2 separate regions of the Mus musculus genome follow, and region 1 is linked to region 2. A link is a contact called in public HiChIP or PLAC-seq data. All regions are on one chromosome and are shown on one strand. Each heading gives the region's core, a stretch centred on a gene start, on an enhancer-like site or on the middle of the called end of the contact. The rest is flanking DNA. Distances are from core to core; before and after follow the strand shown. Region 1 overlaps Ank (progressive ankylosis). Region 2 has its middle 140 kb from the start of Gm36899.

Region 1 (4,197 bases), core at 621-3,120, 240 kb after region 2:
TACTGGGGCATATAAAGTTTGCCTGACCAATGTGCCTCTCTTTCCAGTGATGGCCGACTATGCCATCTTTTGATACATATGCAGCTAGAGTCAAGAGCTCCAGGGTACTGGTTAGTTCATATTGTTGTTCCACCTATAGGGTTGCAGATCCCTTTAGCTCCTTGGGTACTTTCTCTAGCTCCTCCATTGGCAGCCCTGTGATCACTCCAATAGCTGACTGTGAGCATCCACTTCTGTGTTTGCTAGGCCCCGGCATGGTCTCACAAGAGACAGCTGTAATCTGGGTCCTTTCAGCAAAATCTTGCTAGTGTATGCAATGGCAGAGCTTGAGGTACTATAGGGTGTCGTGAAGTCATAAGACATGGCCTCTAACTCAATAGGAAAGTAAGGCCAACACAGGAGCAACAATTGCAGAGGTAGGGGTGGGGTGGGTGGGGGGATGGACAGACCTAAATGAGTTCAAAACAGGATCCGCATTGCAAAAAACCTAAGGGCCTCCCACTCTGGCCATGTGGTCTAGGAAGCCTCTTTGGAGAAGTTCGGGCCTTAAAGGTCACTTAAGAGTCAAGTTAGGAGTGCCCGAGCTTTCCCATCACGAGTCATGTGCAGTTGTGTGCACGCATACTTCTCCTACCACCTAGCTCTAAGGCAGGCAGGAAGGGTCATGTCTAACCCTGACCACATGCCACCCCCAGGCCCCAGCTTAACCAGACAATGCTTTCATGATGTCACAACAGTAATTGTGTTGACTGTGTACCTCATTCTAGGTCAAGGTGTTATTGAAATCCTACCTGGTTATTTCTACCACTTGGCCAGCCACAGTTATCTTGATAGGACTAATCTCTCTATCTCTGTCTCAGTCTCTGTCTCTCTCTGTCTCTGTTTATCATCCTGTCTCTCTTTCTCTGTGTCTATCTCTCTGTGTCTCTGTTTCTGTTTATCTCTCTGTCTCTCTGTCTATCTCTTTGTGTGTCTCTGTCTCTGTGTCTCTATATATCTCTTTGTGTCTCTCTGTCTCTCTCTGTCTCTATCTCTCTGTCTCTGTGTCTCTATCTCTTTGTGCCTCTCTGTTTCTCTCTCTCTCTCTCTCCCCCTCCTCCCCTCCCTTCATCTTCTGCCTCCAGCAAAGAGAAAGAAATCAAAATGCCTGAGAGGGTTCCATGACGTAACTCTTACCCTCTTAAGAAACAAAACCTAAATTTCACAACAGAAGCTGAGCTTGAAAGGTAGCGCACACCTTGGCTGTAGACGTCTTGAGGCCTGCCTTGTGCTTCAGTGTGCTTTTGTTCCACTTAGGCCTCTGCTCAGTGTGTGTGGCTCCTGTGGAGGGTTTGGAGGCGGGAGTCTCTGCAGCTGAGCTAGGTAGTTCTACAGTAATTAGACACATTTGTATATATATTGACTGATTCCAAACTAGATTATAATAGCTTTTTATTTCTCAGAGCTACTCCCACTGATGTGGCTTCAAGCCAGCCACTGTGATGACACACACAGAGCCTCATCTGAAACCTGCTTTCTGGGGCCCTGGAGCTGGGCTCCACCTTGTAGAGAGGCTGGGTCTGCATATGGAAAACAATGGTCAGGATCCACCAGGCTTCATCTACTGTGTGCTTTGATTTCACAGTAGCTCACCAGCTGTCTGAATTAATTTCTAATAAGACTGTACACTTAATTTTAATTCGACTTGGCATGTCTACAGAGGCTTTTCTGTATGTTATTGTGAGGCGTAATGGAGTTGCTATTGATTGGCATACGAAGGACAGGCTTTGGTTTTTAGGCTGTTTTCTGTTCCACTTCTGGAACCTAACGAGCTTTGACCTCTGTTTCCCAAAACAGGGTGATGCAACCATAAGAAAGATGCTGAGCTTCTGGTGGCCCCTGGCTCTGATCCTGGCCACGCAGCGAATCAGTCGGCCCATTGTCAACCTCTTCGTGTCCCGGGACCTTGGTGGCAGCTCTGCTGCTACAGAGGTAGGGAACTCTGTGAGCACGTGGGCACATGTCAGGGGAGATAGAAAGATACCTACTCCTTTCCAGTTCACGGCAAGAGCTCAGGCAACTCTAAATCATATGACACAATGACAAAGGAAGCCATGATTAGGTGACTTTTGAAATTTTCCATTTCTGTGACTATGGAAGACAGTGCCTTCATCCTTCTCATTTAGCACATGAGGAACTGAGGCATAGAAAGGGAAGACAGGGGCTGGTGAGATGGCTCAGTGGGTAAGAACACCCGACTGCTCTTCCAAAGGTCTGGAGTTCAAATCCCAGCAACCACATGGTGGCTCACAACCATCCGTAACAAGATCTGATGCCCTCTTCTGGTGTGTCTGAAGACAGCTACAGTGTACTTACATATAATAAATAAATAAATCTTTAAAAAAAAAAAAAAAGAAAGAAAGGGAAGACAGGACAGAACCTGCTAGAGGCTGGGATGGTGAGGCCATTCTAGCTCCCTGACCTGCTTCCCGTGGCCCTTCCAGCACTCCATTGCTGTCAGCATGCAGCTACTTCACTGTTGCTGCAAAGGATGACGGGACAAGCCTGTAGGAATTCTAGCAGTGCCCAGAGCTTCCACAGTGACCCAGGCTAGCCTCACCTGCTCTGTCCCTGGGCCATGCCACCTATGGGCTCTTTGACAATCAATTCCTCCTGACGAGGGTCCCCTGTGTGTATTCACTCAAAGCTCTGGAAGTGGGTCTGGAAACTGGCTGCCGTTCCGCCAGAAGGTTGACTCATCCGTTCCTTTTTTCGAGAGGGGGATCAAACGGAGTGAGCTCACTTGTTTCCTCCTCCATTGCCTTCTGGAGAATTAATTCTGTAGCTGGCATCTCTGTTCCTTTAGGAAGGCTGGTGGCTTCTCATTAAGGCCTCTTGTTTACACCTGGCCTTGACTGCACCGTCAGCAGCTCCCCAGCCCAGAGCATCGGTGCCAGTTTCCATGTCCTGGGAAGAGCTCCTGTTGGCCAGGAGAAGATGCCTGTAATAAATCAAAAGCAGAATGCTTTCTCTGGCCCCTGTTTGTTCCTGGACTTCGGTATCGGAGTCACAGATGTCATCTTGGGTGGCTGCTACAGTATGGCAGCTTTGTCAGTCAAATACTGACTTTCCAAGAGAAGCCTATGGAACCCCCATTGATTGTTCGTTAGAATTCCATCTTCCCGTGGATGAAACAAACGAGGACAGATTCTGTGTTAGGCATTTCCAAATTGCCAGCTATGGCACAGAAGCTCAGCTCATGGGGACCAGAGCTGATGGGGCCACGCTGTGTGCTTACACTGCAGGTGCTCATGTGGATTTTAGTCATTTCCCATCAGCCCTGGGTGGTTAATATTACCAGCACCGCTTCTGCGGAGAAACTGACATGGGTGTCTAAGTTCCCATCTCACATAGGAGCAAAGGGGAGGTTTGGATCTAGGCCTGCCTAACCATGATGCTCTCTTGTGTTATGCCACGCCACGCCATGCCATGCCACGCCACGCCACGCCAAGTTTCCTCACATAGCTGTGGCCTGTATCATGTTCTTGTGTACTGTGCAGTTGCTCTGTCCGCTAAAGCAAATGAAGCCTGGCTTCCTCTTCCACAGAGTTAGAACACCAAGTGCCAGAGGGTAGCTGTAGATGCCAGACATTGATTTTTTTTTTCTCCTTTTCATTCATGCAGGAGAAGAAAACCCTTTGCATGGAAACCTGTTAGTGGCCTTTCCTATATGAAATATATATTGATTTCACTGAGTAAAAATGTTGAGTTGGACCTGTAGGACCAAGCAGCCTTAAATGTGTTGCGTTGGAGGGACAGTGGCACGGAGTCACTGACAAGCACGTGTGCCGTGCTGAGGGGCAGCATGGAGGTGGAGAAGCGGAGCTGCCCTACGACTGTGCTCCTGGTGTTGTTTGGGGACCCATATAGGGCTTGAGGGGAGAGCTCATTGTGGACCCGAGTCCGCATCAACAGCTTCCATCTGTAATCCCAACGCAGGATCCTCTAGCAAGTCAGCTAGCTCGATGAGCCAAGTGAACCGGAGGCCCTCCCTTAGTACGTAAGGTGGAGAGCAACTGAGGAAGATAGCCAGTGTCAGCCTGGCCTGCACCACACACATGCAACACATGTACCCACACATATGTGAACACACACATGCGTACTGCACACGCATGCAGAACACTATGTAAGATTGTGAGTGACTTGGGAGCTGGATGG
Region 2 (4,318 bases), core at 974-3,473:
ACAAGCTAAGTCATAGGCTCAGTTAGTTCATTTTTCCATTGCACCCATCTTCCCCAGAGCTTTAAAAAAATAATTGAGACTTTAATTAAAGACAAATTGTATTAGTCTTTTAAGGATGGAGAAGCCAAGACGCTCGCGCAAAATGAGTCATGGCTGGGGAAAGAATCAAACTCTATTTGCAAGTACTGTTTTTTTTTTTTATATCAATTCATTAGCTGTTACTTATTTCTTGCATTCCCTTTTAAGAAGATGGTTTCTGTATTTGTAATACAACGTAACTCTGCAAAAGAAATTGTATAGTATGAAAACAGACATCAGGATTCACTTCAATTATGTAGTACACTGTACTAAAAAATCCTGTTGCTTGTTATATATTTTTTTAATCTTTCTGAGTATATGGATATGCTAAATCCTCTTGGTAGCATACTAAGGGTCTGAGTGAAGCCTGTTTCTGTTCTCCATACAGCACAGTGCTGGTCTACTACTGTACTTTGTTTAGTGGAGCAAATATTAAACCAAGAAATACACAGTTAGGGGTTGGAGATATGGCTCAGTAGTCATGAGTGCTTGTTGCTCGTGCAGAGAGGACCAGAGTTCAGTTCCCAGCACCCATATCAGGTGGCTCAGTATGGTCTGTAGCTCCAACTCCAGGAGATCCAACATTTTCTCTGGCCTTTACAGAGCATGCTCCTGCACTTATTCACACGTGGTCACACACATATGCACACATGAATACAACTAAAATCTCCTTTAGAGAGAGAAAATGATAGGTAATTCTAGATGGCCAGACAGGAATACACCATTTTGTGATGGGGCAGCTCTTTGGGGACATTTTACTTGGCAGATCTTTGTCTGTCTGTCTGTCTCCTCCCCCCTTATCCTTCATCTTCCTCCCACTCACTAGACAGTCTAAGTTCTAAAGGGTCTACCCAAATGGTGGAGATGTAAACTGGTAAAACTTCCTTGAGATTCCCAGAACCCACTATATCTGCTGTTCTCTGTCCATAGTCTTTAGCTAATTAGGTGCAGGAGGCCCATGACTCTGTTGTGTTTGGACAGAGAAAAAAGAAAAGAGACAGCAGACTAAATAACAAAGGCCTCTGCCTCCTAACCAATATCTCCATATCCTCCCTCTGTCCCTTCTCATAAAAGCCCTTTGTGCCCTGGAGGCCTCAGAGAAGGACTCTGTAACAAGAATCTCCTTCTTGCACCTTCCTATCCTCACATTCATCATGAACACCAAAGAGACCAAAGAGCACAAGAGCAGGATCACCCACGGACGGCGCCAAGGACAACTTCTGCACCTGCCAGCTTTGGTCCTGCTATGAGCACCAACAGTGGGAAGGAAGATAGGATTATGGAGGGGCACATTCCACACATTGTCCTAGGCGGGACAAGAACTCCAGGTGGATAGAAGGCTGAATTCAGAGCTTAAGAACCGACCTGTCTACTCCCCATGAGGGACTCTTCTCTAATTGATGAACGTCTAAAATCGTTTTCAAAGAATTAAAAAGAAAAATCTTATCTACAGCCACCATGAGCCAGACCGCAAGCACCCACACTTCTCCCCATACTACCAGCTCCTCCTCCACGAGGAAGATATATCCCTGTCGCCATTTTTTTTTTTTCAGAATAACCTGGAGTTCTCAGAACATACTGTAATTCTCCCAGGAACACAAAACAGAAAAACGACTGAGTATGGCTCGAACCAACTTCCATTTGACCTATGGGACACCTATTATCTACCAATATCCACCATGTTTTCCTATTCTGGGACTCTGTCCATCAGCCCTAACACTGGAATTCTGTCTACTCCAGCATATATTTACGACCCCATTCAGGCAGGGGGACACAAGGAAGACTGGTGTCTTCCCAGTAGCAAAAGAGTGGCCCAGGCAAGTTACATAGACTCTCTGTGCCTCAGTTTCCTTCTCAACAAAACAGCACTGTCTCCCAGAGTCCTATAAGGATGAAATATGATGACTATAAACCAAACATTAGTGTTCACATGCTAACTGGTACAATTATCTTGATTACTGCCAGAACATTTATTTACACAGTCCCCAGTCTTTTTACTCTACCTAGGACTAGCCTTTAGCTTTCAAAGCAGAATGGGGCAACCCGTTTAAATAGAAGAGTATAAATAAGACTGCGTTGAGAAGTGACTGAGCTGGAAGGTGTCCTACTGGCAGTGACACAGCAGTGGAGCGGTGACTTGTAGCTTTGCCCATTTCCACTAGATGGCGCTGATTTATTACAGCCCACCCACAACCCTTTGCATGTAAGTTACACAATAAAAGACACGTGCGTGAGGTACCTGGCAGGTATTGTTTTCTAAAGGTCTCCCTTGATTCTACTTCTGGCACGGGGCAGTACAGTCCTCTGCATCAGACCATGCACCACCCCTAAAGAAGGCAGGGATTGTCTTGTACTGGATTTATTTTAGAGAGAAGGTAGAGATCGTTGTCTTTTGAGATTACGATAAGGGGGTCACACAACCAACACATAAGGAATCTCTTTATGGCAAACACGGAGCATCATGAATTGCTGACATACAAGAAACCGACGCGACGCCAGTAGAGATTAGTGACAGTCTGAGGAGCTTTCCAGTAGGTTGTTTGCTCCATTGAGAAAAATCACACCATCACCTGCTGTTAAAGGGCAGCAGCTGAGCAGTGAGCTGTGCTGAATTTTCGGCTGCTGCCCAATTTGGAAAGTAAATTCCTGCCTTTTCTTCAGTTTCCAGGAACAATAGCCTCCTATTCCACCCACAGATGGAAACCCTGATGGAAGGTTGTTGTTGTTTTTCCCCCAAAAGGACCTTCCAGGATTCCCAGTAGTTGCTGTCTGGGCTTTATCTGTAGAGCTTGTAGGCCTGCCCGGGAACCACAAGGTGAGACAGCTCTTGGCACTCATTCTCTCCCAGTGAGGGCCCTGCTTCCCCAGACTGCACGGCTCTTTTCTCTGAGTGGAAAATATTCTCTTCACATCTCTCATCGGATTTCAGGAGAGCAGTTCAAGATACCTCTTGCTAAATGACGAGGAAGAGGGGGAGCTATTCGCCAAAAGGAAATATCTTGTTTTCTGTCTCCATGGCCAAGAATTGATTTCAAAAGAAGCTTGTTTAGACTGTTTTTGTTTTAAGTTCTAGTCAAGCATGGAGAAGAAGCCTTTGAGAGCTCTGTTACTGGAGATGAAGTGCAAAGATGACTGGCCTACCCGGGCAACCTTGGCATGGGGCAGAGGCTTGCCATATCTCATTGTCCAGCACACAGCTCTTCTTCCATTCACCTTATCCTGTCTGTCTCCACACCAAGGCTACTGGCAGACAGGCAGGCAGGCAGGTGCTATGACCCCTTTCAGACACATATGGTTGGATATGCTCAACACTGAAAGTCAGGGGACCAGTGAGGTGACTCAACGGGTGAGGGTCACCAAGTCAAAAAACCTGGGCTCAGTCCCTGGGATCCATATGGTGGAGAGGAAAATAGATTCATTGAAGTTGTATGCACACTGAGGGTTACCTATGCCCAGCCCCCCACAAAAAGTACATAATCACGTGTGTACGTATTTAAATAAAAGAAGAAAGTCAGGAGCAGAGTTGAGACTCACACCCACATCCTTGCACAGTTTTGCCCCAGTTTTCACCTTCATGTGTTGCGTGCTGTTCTTTGCCACACTTGGTCCACGATAAACTCACCTTCCTGCTGCGTCTAATCAGCCTGTTTTTCCTATGAAGCCTAAAACTGTTGGATTTCATTTAGTAAAACACGTGACTGACGAATTTGTTTTATTTATGTTTTGAACTGCAAATACTTTTTTTTTTCTTTTGTAAGGGAAATCTCATACAGACGGGAAAATCAACCACTTTTTCAAAATCATTTAAATGGAAAAGGGATGTCGGTTTGGGGCAGACTCATTTCCTGTTCTACATCCATGGTGGGTTCAGGATGCAATTTTGGATGACAGTAAAGACACTGGGGTGTTTGCTGTTTTCCTTTGCTAAACGACATGATTTAAGAACAAGTGAAATTGTGTTTCTGCGGGCTCACCTCCATATTTACTCTCAGCCTGACTCTCATTTTCCAGTGTCTCATAGTCTGGAGAGGAAGTGTGGTCTAGTGGTCAGGAAAAAAACAATTTAGGAGACTAGAGTTGTGTTTTCTATTCCTGTCTCACTACCTGACTCATTGTAAAGTGCTAGAGAGTCACTTAGTCATCATGACACTCAGTTTACCCATATTGCACTATCTAACGATGGGGCTCAAAAATACAGACCCTTGTCAATATAAAAGGAAATATGAGGCCGGCTCTAAAA

Evidence for each region. HiChIP or PLAC-seq counts read pairs in DNA pulled down with a chosen protein or histone mark.
Region 1: a contact with region 2 is called in an H3K27ac HiChIP or PLAC-seq map of SST interneurons, with 6 times the contacts expected there. The contact joins two enhancer-like sites. A contact is called at or near these places in 1 of 15 datasets of contacts at CTCF or cohesin (the NIH/3T3 cell line), 18 of 484 Hi-C or Micro-C datasets (B cells, CD8 T cells, the G1E-ER4 cell line and 11 more), 10 of 115 datasets of contacts at active chromatin or transcription factors (SST interneurons, T-cell acute lymphoblastic leukemia, astrocytes and 6 more) and 2 of 9 other capture datasets (adipose tissue and embryonic stem cells).

Annotation. Positions count from the first base shown.
Region 1 is chr15:27,563,066-27,567,262 of GRCm38.p6, forward strand. It overlaps Ank (progressive ankylosis), which reads left to right. Exons shown (of 12, transcript NM_020332.4): 6 at 1,837-1,971. Among named protein-coding and RNA genes, the nearest start is that of Mir7117, 6.3 kb to the right of the region's middle. Within about 2 kb of position 1,871, at least 33 of the 459 cell types and tissues checked have an H3K27ac peak or open chromatin away from gene starts, as enhancers often do. A contact at or near this core is called in SST interneurons and cortical neurons, where this site is marked.
Region 2 is chr15:27,323,793-27,328,110 of GRCm38.p6, forward strand. No RefSeq gene overlaps it. Among named protein-coding and RNA genes, the nearest start is that of Gm36899, 140 kb to the right of the region's middle. Within about 2 kb of position 2,224, at least 39 of the 459 cell types and tissues checked have an H3K27ac peak or open chromatin away from gene starts, as enhancers often do. A contact at or near this core is called in SST interneurons and cortical neurons, where this site is marked.